Regions from separate parts of the Mus musculus genome. Here region 2 is linked to region 1. Evidence: chromatin contacts called from public HiChIP or PLAC-seq data. All regions are on one chromosome and are shown on one strand. Each heading gives the region's core, a stretch centred on a gene start, on an enhancer-like site or on the middle of the called end of the contact. The rest is flanking DNA. Distances are from core to core; before and after follow the strand shown. Region 1 holds the start of Snai3 (snail family zinc finger 3). Region 2 overlaps Cbfa2t3 (CBFA2/RUNX1 translocation partner 3).

Evidence for each region. HiChIP or PLAC-seq counts read pairs in DNA pulled down with a chosen protein or histone mark.
Region 2: an HNF4G HiChIP or PLAC-seq map of pancreatic cancer cells shows a contact between it and region 1. The contact joins the enhancer-like site here to the promoter of Snai3 in region 1. A contact is called at or near these places in 2 of 115 datasets of contacts at active chromatin or transcription factors (embryonic stem cells and pancreatic cancer cells) and 4 of 9 other capture datasets (adipose tissue, embryonic stem cells, liver and 1 more).

What each region holds. Positions count from the first base shown.
Region 1 is chr8:122,457,865-122,463,666 of GRCm38.p6, forward strand. Snai3 (snail family zinc finger 3) reads right to left here and starts at 2,825. Exons shown (of 3, transcript NM_013914.3): 1 at 2,675-2,825. The coding sequence starts at 2,750.
Region 2 is chr8:122,633,878-122,639,388 of GRCm38.p6, forward strand. Cbfa2t3 (CBFA2/RUNX1 translocation partner 3) reads right to left here. Exons shown (of 12, transcript NM_001109873.1): 6 at 4,980-5,161; 7 at 4,117-4,346; 8 at 1,877-1,962; 9 at 1,072-1,270; 10 at 483-551. Among named protein-coding and RNA genes, the nearest start is that of Pabpn1l, 14 kb to the left of the region's middle. Within about 2 kb of position 2,109, at least 64 of the 459 cell types and tissues checked have an H3K27ac peak or open chromatin away from gene starts, as enhancers often do. A contact at or near this core is called in pancreatic cancer cells and pancreatic islet, where this site is marked.

The DNA.
Region 1 (5,802 bases), core at 1,575-4,074:
GCTCAGCTGGTAGGGCGCTTGCCTAGGACTCAAGGTGTCCCGGGTTCCTTCTCCAAACTGGGTGTAACGGTGCACATCTGTAATCCTAATTAGGAAGGCAGAGGCAGGAGGATCGGAAGCCGAAAGTCATCCTCAGCCACAAAGAGTTCAAGGTTAGCCTGGGATGATACATGGGACACCTACCCCTCAAAAACAGGGGCTATAGGAATCTCTCTTTCTCCAAAGACAATACACAGGTTGGCAAGATGGCTGAGCAGGTAGACTTGCTTGCAGCCAAGTCTGCCAACCTGAGTCTTATATCCCCAACCCATAAGATGAAAGAGGAAAGCTACGTGCGTGTCATCTCTGACGTCCACACACATCCCATGATATATGTCTCTACACCCAAATAATATTAAGTTTTTGTTGTTGTTATTTTTGTTTTTTCGAGACAGGGTTTCTCTGTTCAGCCCTGGCTGTCCTGGAACTCACTCTGTAGACCAGGCTGGTCTCGAACTCAGAAATCTGCCAGCCTCTGCCTATCCAGTGCTGGGATTAAAGGTGTGCGCCACCACTACCCCTCAAGTTTTCTTAATTAAAAAAGAGTAACATATTTAAAAAGCATATGGGCAGTGTGCACACGAGGAAATATCCATCATTAGGCACCGAAAAGATGCAAATTAAAACCACATCAAGGTAGCATGTTTTACTTCAGGGATGGCTAGAACTTGCAAGAAGAGACAAGTGCTGGCAAGGCTGTGGGAGAACCAGGAAGTTAAATCCCATTACTTTCTCCCTACCAGACATATTGCTCCTAATTATATAGCCAGGGAATCATACTCTGGATTGAAGGAGGAGAGAGCAGGACTGCTAAGAGACTCTGTCAGCAGAGTTCTGGACCACAGAACGTGGGAAGTTTCCCTGGGGTCCTGTCGGAAGGAAAGTCTCCACCTCTACCACCAAGGTACTGCCAGGTTCAGACACTGCGTTCTGTGTCCACTCCACAGGCAGAGGAAAGCAACCTCATGCAGGTGGGAGCGACCATGGCTTCTGCATATGCCTTTCCTATGTTGTCTTGCACTTTGGTGATTTCTGCAGCTTTGGTTTGCCGGGAGATGAGGGTATCAATGCCCCGTGGCTTGAGGAATCCCTGAAGCCCCTTCGGAGGAGGGAAGGAGAACTCCAGGCCTCAGCACCTCAGTATACTCTAGGGAGACATCATAATAGGAAGAGAGTCACTGGGACCATGGGGGCCTGGGAAAGCCAAGAGCGACCGCTAAAGGGCATTAAGGCTACTCTGGGAACCTCCTGTCCGAAACAGGGCCCTGCAGGACCTGATTTGCCCATTTAAGAGGTAAGCTGGGGAGCTGGGCGTGGTGGTGCACGCCTTTAATCCCAGCACTTGGGAGGCAGAGGTAGGTGGATTTCTGAGTTCGAGGCCAGCCTGGTTTACAAAGTGAGTTCCAGGACAGCCAGGGCTACACAGAGAAACCCTGTCTCGAAAAACCAAAAAAAAAAAAAAAGGAAGTAAGCTGGTATGTGCTCTCCAAGTGCAATCTAAGGTTTTAACTCTTAAAACAATGGCCTAGGGCCAGAGGCATGGCTCAGTGGTAAGTGCTTGACTAGTCTTGTGTGGGGCATTGATTCTATCCTCCATACAAGGAAAAAAAACTACATTCACTATAAGTACAACTTTCTACCTCCTCTGTAAGGAGACCCAACCACCCAACCAAAAGAAAAATCACACTCTAATAGCGTCTGTTATAGAACTGCTGTTGGTGACTCACTAAATTGAATCAAAAATGTCTCCCCCACCCCCAAGAGCAGGGTCCTAGATAGCACCCCCTGGTGGCAGCAGAGGTGATGATGGGGCCTGATCCAAGAACTCCCACCAGCTGGGGCTATATGAGGGGTGCTGGCCTGAGGCCCGACATCCAAAGTGTCCCGAGGCACTGGGCAACTTCCTAGTAGGTCTTTCTCTGAGAAGTTGCCCACCTGAGTGGGGGTAGCTCTGACCATCAGGCTGGCTCTGAAGATTAAGGGTTCTCTTCTCAGGTGCTCAGACCTAAAGCCCCTGAACCTAGCCGTAAAGGTGGACAACTGAGCCTGTTGTGTGGAGGTCGGCTCTTCCTTGGTCACTGCACCAGGAGAGCAAGGAGGCTTCTGGGAAGAGCGAAGACCACCAGAGGTTGTTTGCTCTATCAATGAGCTCACCACCCACGAGGCAGGATGCTCTGGGGGAGTCCTGCCTTTTCTCACCAGCCACCATCTGCGGGTAGGACAAGTTTCCTGGCCTTGTGGTTAGTGAGACCTTCTTTAGGTGGGTGTATACAGCGCCTGGGACATACTTTAAGTTTGGACCCTTCCAGACCTGCACAGAGAGGACTTCAGGACTTCAGCTGAGCAGTCCGCAGGGAGAGCTCCGGGGAGATCTGGGGCTCAGGAAACTTTGCCAAGTGGGGAGCCCAAGGCATGCCCGAATCTTCTGAAGCAGAGAAGTTAGTTGCCCTGGGCACATCCCTCTTAGAGCCCCAGTCTTAAGCCAGAAGGGGAACCTCCTCCTCTGTTGAAATGGAAAACTCTAGCCCCTTCCCCTCTCACCTGGGGCAGGTGTGACCCAGCTCCCAAGGACTTCCCAGCTGCCTCCAGCCCCGAAGCGCTGCGAGCTGGGGGCGGAGATCCGGCCAACCCCTACCTCTCAGTGTCTCCAGTTTCCCGTAGTTGGGGACCCTGTGACTGGAGTGCGTTTTCACCAGGAAGGAGCGCGGCATGGTCCCCTCCCGAGAGCAGGCAGAGTCTAGCCAGAGCCTGCAGCGGGATTACCGACTGCAGAGTCTGGCGGCGCCGGCGGGCCGCGCGGCCGGCAGGTGCGAGAAGGGTCAGGCTCATTAGCATAGCGCACCACCTCAGCCAACCAGCGCGGAGCACGGCGGGGCGGGGCCGCGAAGCCACGCCCAGGACAGGTGCGCGGGCGGGGAACCCGCCGCGTGGTCGGCGGTGTCTGCCCCACGGGACTCCGCTGGCCCGCGTCATGGTCACGCACCGACCCCGCGGGGGCTCGCCATCGACCTGCCCTGGATGAAAGAGCAGAGTTCAGGGTTAGGTGACAGGTGCCAGCCAACTTGGCCGAGCAGAGTCCCTAACCTCTCCAGCATCCTTTATAATCCATGCCCAGGAGAGTCGGAACAGCCCTGTCTGGTTGTCTAGGCTCTCCGTGTGGATGTTTACGACGTTAGAGTCTGGTGGGACAGTCTCTGGGGTAGGTGGACAGAGCACCAACTGGGTGTGTCTGTCTGTGGCTGAGTAGCAGGGCTGTGTGGCCAGAACTGAACTTTACCCTATAACCCCACATTCCTTGGCATCTGTGGGCTGAGGTGGGAAGGGAAGGTGAGTCGGCAGCGTAGGAGACAGTGGGGGAAGGGGCCTGAGTCACCCTGGCGTTCACATTCACGGTTGCAGGGCACGGTAGCTGGTGTCATTCCGTTTCTGGGAGAAAAGCAAGGTTCTGAGAGTTCTGTGGTCGACAGAACTGGTAACATTAGCCCACACTCCTGGCTGGTCAGATGTGGCTGCAAGTACTCTTTTGTTATGGTGTAATTGTGTGGAAATAGGGCATCTGTGGGAAGGCTATCTGAGGACACATTCCTGCTGGCTGCCCATTCCCCTGTACCTTGGATTTGTAAGTAGCCTTTTTTGTAACCTCTCCCCTTCCAGGCATAGATAAAAAGCCTATGGTTCCTAAACCGGCTTGCACTTGCATATCCTTCCTGTCCACCCACACAATGCGTAGCCTTGGGCTGACTCTCCCAGCTCATCTCCTAACCTCCTTAAAGAGGGATGATCTGGCCTGCTTGAGGGGAACTGCCAGTTTCATGAAAGGTGCTGGGCCCACCTTTGAGGCGGGGCCCCAATAGGCTTCTGACATTCATAAGCCATTACCGTGAAGGAAATTGGAGATCCCCACTTCTCTGAGCCCCCTCACCTTGCTGCTGTGCAAGTTCATTCTTCAGCTATGACTCACAGTTACAGGCCAGCAGGCTTCATGCAGCCCCAGGGAAGAGGTAGTAGCTGTCTCCAGCACTGGGGTTTAAAATTCTTAAGCCCACGGCTGTGGGAAGCCTTCCCAGCGGGAGAGAGGCTTGCCTCAGCCAACACAAGCCTCTTCAGGGCTTTTCCTAAAAAGGCTGAGACAAGCTGTCTGTTGCCTACGCACGCTGTGTTGCTCCTTCAGCAGAAGTACAGGTTTGGGAACCACGCAGGGCCCCACGCAGATCTCAGCCACCCCCAGAAGCACATGGAGCGGGCCACAGGAAAACCAGCAGCCCTGACAATAGTGAGGTACACTCACCCAACAACTCCACCTGCTTCCTCACAGGGGGCTCCCACCGACCGGCCCACAGGAGGAGATGCAGTCTGTTTATGCCTTGGTCCCTGGTATATTGCCAGAGCTAATAGATAGTGTCACTCATGGGTCGGACTGTGTCTATTCAATGTATTCAACTGTGTGATTTAATTCAGATGCTAAATCTTTACAGATGTTGCAGATTCAAGAGAGCTTAACCCACTGATTAATGTCCTAGCAAAGAGGGCAATGGGACTTTGGTGTGCACAGGGGTGGTGGGAGAGTTGGGATAGAGGCTTAAGGCCTGAGTGGTTAGCAACGAGGGAGCCCTTGTCCCCTTCCCTTGCTGATACACCTCCATGTTGGACTTCTGGCCTCCAAATACGTTTCTGGTGTTCTCTCAGAGGAACACTCTGTGGTATGCCATTCCAGAGGACCGCGATAACTTGCACTGATGACATCCTGAAAGCATTGGGTCAGCAGACTGGGTCTGCCCTCCAGAAGTCCAGCAGACTGCCCATCACAGCCTCCGTGGGGGACACAGCTGTCATGGCCCCGCTCTCAGGGCCACAACCTTCCTTCCCTGTGGTTTCCCGGGGTGTCTGGAGTTCAGAACTGTGCATTGATTAAGGGAGGTGTGATCTGCAGATAGCCTCACCAGTCCATCTTCCTCCTGCTCTTCCCGGAGGAAAAGCTCAGAATGAGGGTGGAGGCGGGCTCAGCCTCCCCACTCCCTTGGCCTGACACTGAGTGCAAGGATTGCTGCAGAGGGTCTTTGATCTACAGAAGGCGTTCCGCTCGCTATCAAGAGATTTCAGTTGGAAATAGCCTTTGTAGAGGGAGTCCTTGAACAGCGCCAGGTCTGGACACCATTGTGTGCGGGTGAAGCCTTTTTCTCCGGTGTTTTCAGTGCTCAGAAGGGGGCAGAGAGCGCTGACATCTCACAGAGCAGGAACCAACACGAGGACAGACTGTGTTACTGCCCGTCACCGAGGCCTGGCCCACCCTGGCGTTTCATATACAGGGAGACTTTCTCAACCTCCTCCTGACATCAGATCTTTAGCTGAGGGTCTGGGGTCCCTGCAGGCACCTTGGTTTCCAGGTGGGCTGAGTAGAAAGGCTCCACCCTGTCCTCCCCCACCCCATACAAGCTTGAAACAGGCTCTCCAAAATCCCTTCAAGTAATGGGAATGAGCTCAGATTGGGGGAGGGGGGTTCCTGCACTAAGTAGGTGATACCACATACCACACAAATGTGTGTGAAGGATTCTGGGAAGGCAAGACTCCTGTAGCTGGGTATGGTGGTGGATGGATGAAGTGTGGCTAGGCTAGGCACTGGTTAATTGGTTCAAAGGTGAGGCTCTGAGGCATGCCGTGCTACAGCCTTACAATCACACACAGTCTGCTCTGGTGCTTCCGGGATCTCCTAAGACCCAGGGATCGCTGGCCAGTTCCTCGGAGACCCAAAGCTGAGGAGCCCCA
Region 2 (5,511 bases), core at 859-3,358, 180 kb after region 1:
TCTGTTCTAACAGGCTTCAGGCAAGTCAATGCTGTGAGGGACCTGCTTTGAAAACAACAGGTCGGCTTAGACCTATCCATAGGGAAACAGAGGTACACTATGTGAACCCTGGCTGTAAATACCTGATTCATATTCTCTCTCTCTCTCTCTTTCTGTGTGTGTCTGTGTGTGTGCATGTGTGCACACACATGCATTTTGTATATACCCCTATGTGTGACCCAATGTGTAAATCCCAAACTTGCCTCGTGTGGAGACCATCTGTGGAGACACAGACACTTCTTTTTGTTTGTTTGTTTTTCAAGACAGGGTTTCTCTGTGTAGCCCTGGCTGTCCTGGAACTCACTTTGTAGACCAGGCTGGCCTTGAACTCAGAAATCTGCCTGCCTCTGCCTCCCGAGTGCTGGGATTAAAGGCGTGTGCCACCATGCCCGGCAGACACGGACACTTTTTAGCGGTTGTTTCCAGGGTCTGTCTTTACTCACCAGCCTTCCTCCAGATCTCTTCAGGCATGTAGCCAGACAGGGTCCTGGGCGTGAAGTCCCGGTGAACATCTGGAATAAGGGGGCAGGGTACAGTGTCACACACAAGGTGGGGTCATCAGTTGCCTTCCTCCACACTGGATTCCCTTCCTCTCTGGCCAGGGTTTGAAGGCAAGAAGTATCTTTCCTCTTGGGAAAGAGGGCTTCACATGCTACCAGGAGAATGGAGGGATTTGAGTGGCATACTCTTATAGACAGTGAACATGGATTCACGCTGGGATCTGGGCATGTCCCGGACCACCTCACCCCCATCTCCGTAGGCACCGCTGTGGTGGATGGGTAAATAGAAGCCCTCGGGTGCCTCCTCCTAAGCCTGGCCTGTACCTACCAGAATCTGGAAGGTCCAGGCTCCCTAGCAGGCCAGGCACATCTTTATGCCATGGGAAAGGCCCCCCTTTCCAAGTGAGGCTTCCTGTTTAAGTAAGGACCGAGTGTTGGCTAGCTTTCTGGAGAATTAGTGGCATCCTACAGAGACTGTATAGGGCTAGCAACCTCTCGCTACAGGTCCTCCATGTTCTTGCTTGGTACACACCTAGCTGAGACCCCTCAGGGCCACTGCAGCTGTTGAGGGACCGGGCAGAGATGGGGGTAGGGCCCTTCTTCCCCTCCTCAGAGTCACTGTAGCACCGGATCCAGTGGTTGAGTTCCTCACGGTCGGCCTCCTGACACCGGCGCAGGACGGTGAGGGATCGCCGGGTCTTCTCCACCATGTCCATGATGCAGTTCAGAAGCTGCGGGCGGGTGGCAGGGCCTTCAGGACGTTGGAACCGGGGCTGTGGCCAGATGTGGCCATCCAATATGGAGGGGGTGGTCAGGGAGCCAGCTCAACGTCCCTGAAGGCGGGGCACAGAAATCTATACCTTGGCTCCCCACAAACAGTGAAATGACTCCCAGTGCCTGTGGGCACCCAACTTGAATGGAATCTTCTTTGGATGCATGGTAGGGGTGGAAGGGGCTTGGGCTGTTTCCTTCAAAACTCTCATTGCCAAGAAAGGTGCATGAGGGCCAGGGGAGTGGAGGTCCACCTGGCCTGACCAGGGGCTCAGGCACAAAGATGTCCTACATCACTGGGGCTTGACTCTGCAAGTGTCTGAGCAGGAGATGGTAGAGGAGGAAGAGCCAGTGTGCATGGCTCTTTGGCAGCATCCTGACAGGCCAACAGTGGATAATGACCCTCACATAAAAGGGCGGGCAGCCAGTGGGCATGCCGGTGGGTCCTACCAGGAGATGCTGAACCAACCCAGAGGAGCGCAATCTCAGCGTGGATCTCCCCACCCCAGCCTTGTGCAGATGTTCAGGGAGTCACACGGGCGTGGCAGCCCCACCTGGGCACTCACACTGTTGAGGTGCTTCCATTCTTCTGCCCACTCGCGTTCTGTGAGCCTGTGATCAATCACTTCTTCTTGTCGAGACCCAGGTATGGCTGTAGAAAAGGCCACACACAGTTAGGCCCCCATGCGGATGACTAAGCCCTGACTTGGATCTCAGGCCCTGCCCCTACTCCCAGGTGCCTCCTACTTCCTACACCAGGGGCGTCGGGAATCTAAACCAGGCCACCTCTGTTGTGCCTCATGACTCACTGCCTCCCGGTAACCTGCTAACCCAGCTCTTCTCGCTTCGCCCATTTCTGATAGGCAGCTCTAGATGAACTCACTTTAAAGGTTTCTCTTATCACGGTCCAGAAACCTCCAGGCCTCTGGGCAGCTGCTTAACTTAGGTGTGTTTATGACTTCCTTTCAGATAACTGCACTCCTATGCATTCCTCAAAGTCCAGGCCCGAGGGGCCCCTCCACAGCTGTAGTCTTTGGAATTCCTCAGGCCGTGTGTGTGTGTGTGTGTGTGTGTGTGTGTGTGTGTGTGTGTGTGTGTGTGTGTGTGTCTGGTCTCTAGGTACAAGATCTCCCTGTTTACTCTACTATCCCTGCTCCCAGACTGTCAGCTCCATGAAGAAAAATGGCGTGTTGTGTTTACCTCTGTGTCCCAGGCTGAACTCTGACCTGGGTGTTTACCCCCCCCCCCCAGTTCAATCTTGGGATCAGATCTACCTGCAGCAGGATCAAAGCAGTAATCCAGGATGGTTCATTCTCCGTGGGATCCTGGGGCCCTTATGTTGCCACTCCCTGCCTCAGTTTCCCAACCCTGCCTAGTTCTTGCATCATAAGTAGTTAGAAAGAAAAGCCCCAAGCTGACCTGATAAACTTGAGGGGTGTGCCCACAGTTACCAGGCAGAAAGTGGAGAGGCGGTGTTGGGTGTAAGGAGTCTGAATCTGGATCGGGAATGACCAAATGGGGTGTGGCGGGGTGTGGGGTGCCACTGGCTGGGGCGTGAGGAACATGATGGCCCTGTCTTGGTTTCCCTGCAATGTCAAATGCTCCCAGTGTCCTAACTGAGGCTGTGCAGGTGACCTGGCAGCAATCCAGACTTCCTGGGGGGTGGGGGGAGGCAAAACCTCTCTTTTAAGCAGCCATCAGCGCCTTAGGACCTCCTGCTACCCTAACCTGAAATGCCTCCCTGAGTTGCAGAAGGGCGGGGAGTGGCCACAGCCGTCATCCAGCACCCTCTCTGGCTGCCCACGAGGGGCCTGTGCCAACGCCCAAACTAAAATAGAGGCTGAGATCTGTGCGACAGCTGGCGTTTATTTTTGCATTAGCAGAAGCGGGTGGGAATTAGCACCTGCCTGACCCGGCTGTGGTGAGCCAGACACTGTCACCTGCTGCCTAGGACCAAGCCCTGGAAGCTTCCATGGTGTGGGGGCAGGGAAAGGCCTCTGTTGACCCTGCTCTGGGACCCTATTGGCATTCTGAGTGACCCTGGATGGTCATTTCTAACATTACGTTCCAACACACCAGGGTGTGGCAGGGACGGCCATCTCTGGGTTTCCGCAGAGTGTCGCTGTGCCCACCCATGGCTGCCCCACTCATACTCCTTGGACTTCGGTTTCCTTTGAGGTGTGGGTACAGACTGGGAAATGACAGCGTGCAAGATGAGTGGCATGTGTTCTGTGTCAGCTGCTGTCCTTGTCATCGGTGGCTGGGCCTTGGGGTAGAGTGTGTGTCAGGTGCTCTATCAATAACCTATCCTCACATAATCTCTGTTCTGACAAAGAAAGAAACTGAGGCACAGGGAGGTCACATGGCCCACTTGAGGGTCACTTCTGAATTCGAGGAAAAAAGGCAGCCCTGCTGGTAATCTTACCCTCAGCTACCGTGGCCTCATGCTGCCCAGGGCAGGAGTGTATCCCAAGGATTAGGGTCCTCTACTGTGGTGTTATTCAGTGTGTGAGGAGTGGCGACTTGTCTCTGGAGGGGCAAGTCAGGCTACATGGGCGCTGGGGTGGCTGCTGGCTCCTTATACCCATTTCCTTACTGGACAGCTGAGGTGCTGCTGGCAGCTTCAGTGTCCTCCACTAGAGCATAGGTACAAGCAGGTGCTGACTGAACCCCTAAATAAATGCATGCGGACTCTTTCCGACACCAGCACACGCAGGCGTAAACATGGGCACAAACTCACAGACACACAGGTTCCAGACTATGTGTTCAGACCTCAAGCGGTTGACGGCCCTCTCACACCGCTTACCCAGGGGCCGGTGGCGTTCCCGTAGCTCTCGGGGATCAGGATGGCGGTAGGAGTCCCGGAAATGGTGGGCCATGGCCATGTCCTCCAGGCGATAGTGCGGGGGTGGGGGTGGCGTCGGGTGGGGCAGCCCATTGCTGGGGCTGCAGCGCTGGGCGGGGCTCAGGGTGCAGGACCGCTTACTGAGGTGGTCGGGGTGCAGAGGGTCCCGGTCTGATCCATTCTCTTTGGTCCTGACCAAGAAAATAGGTGACCAATGGACATCAGCCTCAGTCTTGGATAGAGGATAATAATGGAGGGGAGGAGAGACAGACAGGGCAGAGGTAGAAAATCAGAGGAACACCCCCCCACACACACACACACTGGGTTCTGGTCCCCCGCTCTGACCTCCTCTGGGGCTCCTGGTGAAGAATGGACAGAGGGAGACACCCAGGGTCCCATGGCCAGGTGTGGTCCCCACTGCGATATAGTAGTAGGACCAGTATCTCTATGGCCTGTCAAGGGGTCCAGACCAGTCCAGCTACCATAGATAGGCCTTAGGTTCCAGGTCACTCAGGGTTTACAGACAGCACGGAGAAAAGTGAACTCTGGTGGACAGTCCCCTCCCTGAGCTGCTGTCCTCCAGGGATCCCAGAGGCCCCTGGGGTCCATAGCTAAATGAGCTGCATATGCTTGTAGAACCCAGTGTGGCCCACACGCCAGCCTGTCCCTGCAGCACACAGCGGGGTTAGCAGCGCTCGATCAGCCCGCTACAGACAACAGACCGGGCCAGCTGTCTGGCAGAGCTGCAGTAGGGGCAGATGGGCGGGCAGGAAGAGGCCACCATGGGTCACCTCCCGTCCTGTGGGTTTGTGAGAGGCTGGCACCTGTCAGGTGTTCTCCTTTTGCCGTTCTCGTTGACTTCCAGCAGGAGCTCAGACGAGTCGACAGGGGAGGTGGCGCTGGCGTCCAGCAGCAGCTGTTCGTGCTGGGCCAGGTACTGGGCAGGTGTCTGTTTGGCCAGGCGGGCACAGTGCAGGAGCTCACGCTGCAGCAGTGGAAGATTAGCCTGCGGGCAGGCAGGACAGGGGTTTTAGGCACGGCTGACTGACAGCTGGGGTGCAAACCCACGTAGCCTGTTCGTAGCAGACAGCCCAGAACTGCTTGCGTGTGACTCAGGGCTGCTCTGGGTCCCTTAGGTCCCTTTTGCCTTCCAACAGCACAGTGGGAAGTGACAGGCCTGAGATCTGCTGGACACACAGCGATGTAGGGACTTCACCTCCTAGAGTGCTGTCTGCAGCCAATACTCCCTACCTGTACCCCGTTTATGCAGGTTCCATAGCATTGTTGTCATGGAGAAAGAAAGCAAGGTTAAGAGGGGGCAGGCAACCTAATATACACGTGTGCATAAGAGGGGGA